3 separate regions of the Mus musculus genome follow, and regions 2 and 3 are each linked to region 1. A link is a contact called in public promoter capture Hi-C data. All regions are on one chromosome and are shown on one strand. Each heading gives the region's core, a stretch centred on a gene start, on an enhancer-like site or on the middle of the called end of the contact. The rest is flanking DNA. Distances are from core to core; before and after follow the strand shown. Region 1 holds the start of Arpp19 (cAMP-regulated phosphoprotein 19). Region 2 holds the start of 4933433G15Rik (RIKEN cDNA 4933433G15 gene). Region 3 overlaps Gm7972 (predicted gene 7972).

Evidence for each region. Promoter capture Hi-C pulls out the DNA fragments that hold promoters and counts their contacts. Capture Hi-C pulls out chosen DNA fragments and counts their contacts.
Region 2: a contact with region 1 is called in a promoter capture Hi-C map of adipose tissue. The contact joins the promoter of 4933433G15Rik here to the promoter of Arpp19 in region 1. A contact is called at or near these places in 13 of 39 promoter capture datasets (the 3T3-L1 cell line, 3T3-L1-derived adipocytes, the C10 cell line and 7 more), 1 of 15 datasets of contacts at CTCF or cohesin (the NIH/3T3 cell line), 3 of 484 Hi-C or Micro-C datasets (CD4 T cells, CD8 T cells and embryonic stem cells), 8 of 115 datasets of contacts at active chromatin or transcription factors (bone marrow-derived macrophages, effector CD8 T cells, embryonic limb bud and 5 more) and 3 of 9 other capture datasets (adipose tissue, liver and macrophages).
Region 3: a promoter capture Hi-C map of the HPC-7 cell line shows a contact between it and region 1. The contact joins the enhancer-like site here to the promoter of Arpp19 in region 1. A contact is called at or near these places in 10 of 39 promoter capture datasets (3T3-L1-derived adipocytes, the C10 cell line, the HPC-7 cell line and 6 more) and 1 of 115 datasets of contacts at active chromatin or transcription factors (memory CD8 T cells).

Annotation. Positions count from the first base shown.
Region 1 is chr9:75,036,348-75,039,329 of GRCm38.p6, reverse strand. Arpp19 (cAMP-regulated phosphoprotein 19) reads right to left here and starts at 1,598. Exons shown (of 3, transcript NM_021548.4): 1 at 1,369-1,598. The coding sequence starts at 1,413. Gm51714 (a long non-coding RNA gene) reads left to right here. Exons shown (of 2, transcript XR_003948357.1): 1 at 1-763; 2 at 863-2,086.
Region 2 is chr9:75,408,470-75,411,537 of GRCm38.p6, reverse strand. 4933433G15Rik (RIKEN cDNA 4933433G15 gene) reads right to left here and starts at 1,354. Exons shown (of 4, transcript NR_040719.1): 1 at 772-1,354. Mapk6 (mitogen-activated protein kinase 6) reads left to right here and starts at 1,522. Exons shown (of 6, transcript NM_015806.5): 1 at 1,522-1,675.
Region 3 is chr9:75,481,441-75,484,140 of GRCm38.p6, reverse strand. Gm7972 (predicted gene 7972) reads right to left here. Exons shown (of 11, transcript NM_001373998.1): 9 at 2,477-2,693; 10 at 944-1,042. Among named protein-coding and RNA genes, the nearest start is that of Gm7972, 14 kb to the right of the region's middle. Within about 2 kb of position 1,295, at least 9 of the 459 cell types and tissues checked have an H3K27ac peak or open chromatin away from gene starts, as enhancers often do. A contact at or near this core is called in the HPC-7 cell line, where this site is marked.

The DNA of each region.
Region 1 (2,982 bases), core at 349-2,848:
TGGGGGGAGCGGGAACCCCAGGAATAGAGCTCAGTGTCCCAGAGGTCCTACTACAGAAGGAAGGAAGGAAGGAAAGGAAGGAAGGAAGGAAGGAAGGAAGGGAGGAAGGAGGGAGAGAGGAAGGGAGGGAAGAAAGGATAAATCCTTCGTTTTGCAAAGTATAATATGACACAACATTATAACTGCCTACTGTTTTTATTATCCTTGTTTTCCTTCTTTTCGCCAGTTAACTTACAATTACTATCAGAAGAGAACTATGACAATGGAAGAAATAATAAAGGGTAAGTTGACATGATTAGAATATATGGAATGAGCAAAACCCACTAATCTACAGTGCAACATTAGTATAAGGATTACGTTTAAACATTAGACCAAATTCCATATACAGTAAAGCAGTTTGGTATTAATTATCAATCAATTAATAAATTTTGAGACAGGATTTCATTATGTACTTCCAGCTGGCCTGGGACTCACAAAATTCCTCTAGCTTCTGCCTGAGTACTGGGATTAAAGGCCCAATTTGGGATTTTTTGTTTGTTTTTAAAGAAAAATTGTTGGGAACTCATGACTTTTCTCCTTTGTTAGCTAACTGACTCCATGTACCCTGGAAGTCAAAGCATCATAATAATTACGACGGAATGGGCAGGCACTACATAAGCATACAGGCCTCAAACTCGTAGGTGTGCTGCTAGCACATTTCCCTTCAACAGAGACATACAAATGAGCTGACAAATATATCCCCATGATTCGAGAAATATCTAAGGTAGTGAAATTTCCTAAAGCTCCAATTCTCGATTTTTAGTCAAGTGCCACATGCAAAGCCCATCAGCTAGCTTTTTTTTTTTTTTTTTTTTTTGAGCAGAAGTTGTGCTGGGTTTTTCGTTTGGGCCTCACAGCCGTCGCGGGACGTAGGTACTATTACCGGGACTTTACCGATAAGAAGACTGAAGCCCAAAGGGTTCAGGAAAGAGATCACGAGGCCACACAACTCACAACCCTAATAACCGAGCCCTGCATCGCTGCCTGAATGGAGACACCACCTTAAAGAGTTCCCTGCAAGCTCACAAGTGGCCCGAGCGCTTCCGGAGGGACAACGTCCTGAGCAAATCAAAGCCCACTACAGAACCTGGGTCCCTAACATGGGCCGGAGTCCTAGCTGCCTGGTACACTTGGGTGCTACACCGAGGCTCGGGAGCGGATCGGTTCCTTTCCACTCGCCAGGGCCCTCCCCGGTTGCGGGAGGAGCCGTCGGCGGAGGGCTCCAGGCCGCCCTCGCTCCCGCGGGCCCGCCAGCCAAGGTTCCCGCCACACCAGGTCCCGCGGATCCCGCGGGTCTCGAGGGTTCCCCGGGTCCTCCGGCACACTCACCTTTTGCTCCTCCGCAGACGCTGCCTCGGGGACTTCCGCGGACATGGTGCTCCTTCTGCAGAAGAGACGCCGGGAGAAGACAGATTACCGGGAGGCAAGACCGCCCGCCACCTTCTGCCTGCCCCGCTGCCCGCCGGGCCGGCGGCTACCGCCGCCTTGTGACGACACGGGCCCCGGGCTCCCGCCCGCCGTAGCTCCCGCAGCCCAGGCCCGCCAGGCTCCCGCGCCGCGCCCTTACCTACCTATCCCCGCGCCTCCGGCCCTGCGACGCCCGAGCACTTCCTCTTTCCCTCAAAGGTTGCGGCTCGCGCCTCACCTCACTTCCGTCCATGGGCGCACAGTGCTTCCTGGGAATTGTAGTTGGTCTGTGGCGCTGTGTTCCCCCTCCCCTCCACTTCCCCCGCCTTTCCAGACAACCCTGACCTCCTATTTAGTCCTCTGCTTGCTTGGCAGTACCTCTGCTTCAGTTTAACCCCATCCATCTTTACTTCCTCTGTTCTCTAACCTTGCCTCAGCGCCACCTTTTCTTCTTAGATCAACCTCTTCAAGCTACCACTGCTCCGGAGAGTTCTACAACAAGCACAGCACCATTACACAGGAATTGTGATTACTTTAGTAATGTCACCATTCCTCTTCATGTTAGCCACAGCAGGGAAGAAGTCAATATTTTACTCCCAGACCTTGATATTTCCCATGCAATAAATCACTGATAAATCAATTCAGCTTCCATTCCTTGCTCTCCCACGGCAGTCAGCTCAAAACATTGATTTTCAAAGCAATGATTTTCTTAACTGTCAAGTCCGTAGCTTCATATTTATTCGTCATTCTACTAAGCATCTTATAGCTGCTGGCACATTTGGTTCCAAGGAAATGTCCCTTAGAAATCTGGGGCTAAGGCAGACTTATATAGTTAACTAGTAAGAATCAGAAGGCAATGCAAGCAGTTCTGGAAGACAGGAGAACAATCAAAACCTCAGAGTCATTGGATATGGAATGTGGAAGACATCAAAATCAAAGCTGAGCCCTCTGGCATAGGACTGTAATCCCAGCTGTCTGGGAGGCTGAAGCGGAAGTGTGGCAAGTTTATGTATGCTTAGGTTATAGAGTAAATCAAAGGCCACCCTGGGGGATTTAGTGAGGCCCTGGCACAGTGGTAGAGAGTTTGCTTAGCACGGGCAAGTCCCTGCATTCAATCTCTCTCTCTCTCTCTCTCTCTCTCTCTCTCTCTCTCTCTCTCTCTCTCTCTCACACACACACACACAGAGAGAGAGAGAGAGAGAGAGAGAGAGAGCTTGGAAGTTGGCTCAGTAGCAGATGGATGGGTTGCCTGGAATGACTGTCCCTGCGTTTGACTCCAAGCAGCAGATTAAACAAGTATAGTGGTGCAATGCTTGAAGTCCTAGGACTGGGGAGGTAGAGGCAGAAGGATCAAGAAGTTCAAAGTTATCCTCAGCTTGAGTTTGAGGCTAGCCTGGGCTATGTGAGGCCCCGTGTCAAAAGTAAACTAAAACAAGACAACAACAATAACAATTACAAAGGCCAAGCAAACCCAAAACCCCAGCATGTGCAGAATTTCAGACAGGAAGTCTTGACTGATACTTCAGTTTGAAAAAC
Region 2 (3,068 bases), core at 105-2,604, 370 kb before region 1:
TCAGTCCCAGTCAAGACCCCTTGATGAAAGGCCTATCATAAACCAAATCTCCAAAATTTTGTACCTAGCTCACCCTGACCTCTCTTTTAAGATTCCACAAACACTTAACATCGTGGACTCCTTTGACTCCTATAAAGCAATATGGCTGGCTTTAATGGAAGTCAGCAGAGATGCATTATAAACTTTCTGAGAGAAAGCATACGGCTTGCTATTTATGCTCACCACCACCACCACCCCGGGGGGTCCAGCCATTAGAGGAAGATGGAGGTCCCAGAGTCCATCAGGAGGAACTAGAGGGAGGACAGAGTGGGTCGGTGGAGCAGAACTTCACAGTGCCGGCTGCACTCAACAGCTGTAAATCTCGCTTTCTGTAGGCATTACTGCTCTTCTCCTGGTATTCAGATGGTATTGCTTTAAATATAATAGAGCTGGGCTCAGCTGCCTAAGCCTATAATCCAAGCTCTGGGGAAGCTAAGGCAGGGAGATTAGGTGTGCTAGGGCAGGCTGAGTTATAGAGAGATGCTGTCTCACAAAGCATATATTTTAATGTATCTCTGTATTAGGAAACATTGAAGCTCCTCTCAAGCTCTTAACTTCAAGTGACTGTGTCATCTCTGAAAGGGGTTTGCTGCTTACAGTGGATCATGGACTGCAGTGGCCATATTTTCTTTAGGATGGTCAATTACCACTGATAGAAAGGGCTAACCGAACCTCTCATTTTTCTTTTTTGTGAGGCGGGGTCTCAGTAGTCTGGGCTGGCTTTGAACTCACTATGCAGCCAAGGATTAACTGTATCTTCTAATCCTTCTGGTCTCCAAGACAGGGATCACAGGGGTACAACAACAAGCTCTCCCAGCCTTTTGAGACAGGGTCTATTATATAGCATAGGCTGTCCTGGCACTACATAGACTAGTTAACTCATGTGCCACTACTCCCAGGCAAACCCTGTGCTTTTTATATCTAAGTTCCTAAATACTTAAATTTCATCTAAGCACTGGAAGGGCAGCTATCTACCTTTCTCAGCACGCCTATGTCAAACTCTGGCTGGTCTCAGCGATCTCAACAAGCCAGCCACCCTGCTGACTGAGCTTTTGCTCAGTTTTCCCAGGACCCCTCACTCATTCACCTCCCTGGTTACCGCGGATGCTTCTAGAAGCAGCCAACGGACCCCGGGGACCGATCCCAGGGGCCTTCCCAACACCACCCTGAGCTTATCTGCTCAACAATCTGGCCTAGCATATTCGCCTTCGCCCACTTCCTCCCGACAGCACGGGACCCAGCAGCCGTTCAGACGCTCGCCCTGTCGGGTCACTTGGTACGACACTCTGGGCGGTGGTTCAGCTGAGGCCGGGGTGTACCCGCCAGCAGGCCGCGTGCAGCTCCGACCGCCCCCGCGGCGCGCGCAGTCACGGGCGTTGGAAATTCCGGCGCGTGCGGCTCCCCGGCTGGCGGGGGCGGGGCCGCCGTGGAGTGAGCCTGTGACGTGAGGGGGCGTGCCTCTGCGAGGCCCCGCCTTCTCTCCGCGCCCTCTCTGGCGGGTCGGGGTTACATGGCGGCGACTGCGGCAAAGCGAGAGCCTCGGAAACGCCGCTGCCGCCAGCACAGCCGGAGACCTGAGCCGACCTTGAGGGCTGTCCGCGGGCCCTGCACTCTGTCGATGAGTCGGAGAAGTCCCGTGAGTGTGTATGTGTGTGTGGCCGGGTGCGGGCCGGCGCGGGAGGGAGCGGCAGAGGGCCCGGCGGCGGCGCCGGCTCCCGCGTCCATTGTGTGTGACCCTCCGGGCGGCCGCCGCTCAACAAAGACGCTTTTGTTCCGTGTGCCCGCTCAGCCCGGGCGGCGCGGCCGGCTGCGAGGGCCAGGTCCCCGCGTGGGGCTGGCGGCGCGGCCGGCGCGCCCCTCCCACCCGGCACGCCCCTCGCCGGGCAGCCGGCCGCAGGCATAGCTGGCGGGCCCCCGCCGCCTGCACCGGGCTGCGCTTCGCGGGTTCGAGTCCCCGCCGCCCGCGCCCGGTTCCGCGGGTTCGAGTCCCCGCCAACGCGCAGGCGAGGGCGGTGGTCCAGGAGCGCTTGAGGCGGTGGAGGCTTGCCTTCCTGGCTCGCTGCCTCCCTCAAGCTCTCCTGTCTCCTCCCCTCCCCAGCCTGCCCGGGTGACTCGGCCTCAGCTGACTCCGGCCGGGCAAAGTCTCCGGCACGTTGCGTAGCGCTCTGCTCCTGCCCCTAAGTCCGCCCAAGTTTGTGCCTGGCGGTCCACGAGGTGCCGGGGACCGGCCTGAGACAGGGCTCCTGACACCTTTCCGGACGTTAAGGTGTGATCCGGAAAAACACCCTGATGAAAACGTACGTTACCGGTTACAGGCCTCCTCACTTGGAGCTTGTTATGATCGGACTTGGGAGTTGTGAGGAGTGGAGGGCTTTCGGCCGCCTTTTGTTCCTGCCTGGCTTTGGCTCTCCGGCTCAGGTGCCTTGGGGAAGCTGCGTGCAGCAAGCTCCTTTAGATCGCTTTCGTGTTTTACCTTTCTTTGACTTGAAAGTAGGAAAGATGGAGCGCAGGGACTTGGTAAAGGGGAGTTAGGTCTCTTTACAGTATCTAAACAGTTCGTGTTCGTTGCTAAGAGTCCGGAGGCAGTATTAACTTTTTATGGATACAGATAGATGATTGTCAGAGGGGGAAATAAAAACGTTCTCAGGCCATCAAACGAAGAGCAGCTAGCTTCAGAATAAATTGTTGATTATTCTAGCGTTTTTATTTTGGTAAAATTCTGGGTTTTGACGTTCTGTCTCTTTAACGTTGGAGAACTGCGTTGGAAAGAATTTGAGAAGAATGTGGGGTCTAACCAGGGTCCAGTCCTCAAAGGGATTTTGTTGGTTGCAGAGACAGTCGCCACGTAGTCCCAGCTAGGCTTTGAGTAACGATTCTCCTGCCTCGGCTTCCTGCTGGGTTTAACACGTGTGCACCATTGTCCCCAGCTTGAGAGTTTCTAGAAATGACAGATTTTAGTGTTTGGAAATAATTTTGAATTGAGTGGAAGAAACATATCTTTAGCTTGTAGTTGTTAAAAACCTGTTTGT
Region 3 (2,700 bases), core at 46-2,545, 450 kb before region 1:
ATCTGTATACACACATAAAAATGAGTTGACAAGTGTCTTAGTCAGGGTTTCTATTCCTGCACAAACATCATGACCAAGAAGCAAGTTGGGGAGGAAAGGGTTTATTCAGCTTACACTTCCATGTTGCTGTTCATCACCAAAGGAAGTCAGGACTGGAACTCAAGTAGGTCAGAAAGCAGGAGCTGATGCAGAAGCCATGGAGGGATGTTCTTACTGGCTTGCTTCCCCTGGCTTGCTCAGCCTGCTCTCTTATAGAACCAAGACTACCAGCCCAGAGATGGTCCCACCCACAAGGGGCCTTTCCCCCTTGATCACTAATTGAGAAAATGCCTTAGAGTTGGATCTCATGGAGGCATTTCCCCAACTGAAGCTCCTTTCTCTGTGATAACTCCAGCTGTGTCAAGTTGACACAAAACTAGCCAGTACAACAAGTCAACACTACTTAAACATTAATGCAACTGCAATGCTTACCCCCACTCCGGAACGTAGGGCATGCTAAATGCTAGGAAGACAATGACTTAGTATGTCCCAGGAGTGATAAGATCGGAACCCTTACATAATTATGACTTAAAGTGTCTTTGCTCTGTGATCTTACAAGAGACAGGGAAACACGGAATCCATGGGAAATAGCTCAGACTGAAGCAGCCTTCAGGTACTTGCTGTTCTATGCAAACGTCAGGCACCTGTCTGCCCACGCTGAGTGCCTGCCAGTCTCTAGATGAACGGTGATGTCTGGGGCCCTGTGTCCTGCCTGCACTCTCTGCAGAGCTGGAAAGCCTCACCCTGGCCACACCTGTGCAAAGCTGCTCTTCACTCTTCAGGGTCTGTGTGGCCTCGCAGGACCCACCCCTGCCAGGCATCATCTCACTGGGTGTCAGTGAACTATGGAGCTGGCTCATGGACACAAGGTCACCCTAGAATTGAGTAAACGTAGCTTACCTACCTCGGTCACTCTCGAATCTCTTTGCTTTGAGTAATCCTCTGGCTTTTTCTTCCCCTGGTCTCTCACGATAGCAATCTGAAGAAGACATGGCTTGTTTCTCTGAAAGCAAAAGGACTTTAGGAACAGGGTTGCCCTTCAGAGGAGCCCACCGTTACCGGGCTGCAGCCACCTTGAGCTGTAATTTCCATGTTCGCCCCTGAGTAACCCTTGCTGCCTTCCCTACTATTTTCCAGCACACTACAGAGGACCACAGCCACTAGAGCGGCTGTGGAGCTTTCTGTACAGATGTGGTACCATCTCAGGCAGGATGCGATCACGCCATCAGGATTTGCTCCCTGCAATTGGTACTTCCTTCCTCGAGTGAAAGCCAGCTCTGTCTTGATTGCTATATGAGTTCCTGCTGCTGTGCCCAGACTGTGAAAAACCCACAGAGACCACCAGAAAATGCAACCCACTGTAATCGCATGAGGGTTTTTATTCAAGCTAGAGCTTGGGCCACCAACCTTCCTGATGGAATGAACAGGAAAGAGAGTGAACCCCCAGGTCTAAGTGAAGGGGGTTTATACAGGAAAAAAACCACAAGTCAGTGTTCTTAACTGTTGAGCCATCTCTCCAGGCCTCTCCTTTTTTATTTAGTCTTCCACATGAACTGAATGACAGCTTGAGACATTCTCAGGTTGAGCTTTAAGTGCCAGAAGCCTGAGAAACACATAGCAGTGTGGGTTTCAATTGTTGGTTTTAGGGTTTTGTTTTATTTCTTCTGCTTTATTTTGTTTTTGAGACAGTCTACCCTGGCTTGCCTAGAACTTATTAAGTAGCAGCCCAGGCTAGCCTCAAACTCAAAATCTCCTGCCTCAGCCTCCGTAGTGTTGATGGCAAGCTTGCACCACCCTGTCCAGTTATTTATAATAGCTTTAAAAATAATAAGGTTTAAATACAGAGTTCTTAATTGTGCTAATACATACATTTCCCTTCACAGTACACACCACGTTGTTTTGTTTTCCTTCTTTCTTTCTTTCTTTCTTTCTTTCTTTCTTTTTTTTTTTTTTTTTTTTTTTTTTGTATCCCAAACTGTTTATTGATTGTTCATCATGGAAAATGGATGCATACCACCTTTTTAGGGTGAACCAGAGATTAAATACCTTTTGCAGGAAGGAATATCTGGGAAGGGAAGCTTATTGGCTAAACCTTCAGGGCCTCTCGATACCTCATTAGCATGGAGAACTGTCTGGGCTACATAACCACAGGTCATGTTTCCTATGTGGGAAGTGCGGCGTGGCGTGCATTCCAGGCCAGGAATCTGGTAGGGAGCAGGGTGCCTGGGTTTTGTGTTTCCTATGAACAGGTTTTGTATTCTTTGGAGAAGTCTTGCTTTCAATTAACCTTTTCTATGGTGAGTGTCCCTAACTAAAGCAAAATGAAAGAGGGGGTGCATTCTACGGTCATAAGGAAATAATACTAGCAAGATGAAGATCTCACCAGAGTGAAACTAGGCCCTGCCTACAATGAGGTGTGGCAGCTGCGCTGACTTACTTTTGGCTGCGCCCTGGTAACGGCTTTTAGTGGCAACCTCGATGGAGGCCTTGCCTTCCTCATCTTCTCCCTCCACCTCCTCCTCTTCCTCAACAACAAGGTTAGGCTTCTGGAAGGTGGAACTCCGACCTGGACGCTGCTGCCGCTTCTGCCTCCTGCTCTTCCTCCGCAGACGGACTTTCCGGGGAGTAGATACCCTCAGTTCTTTTCTCTGCATCTACGTA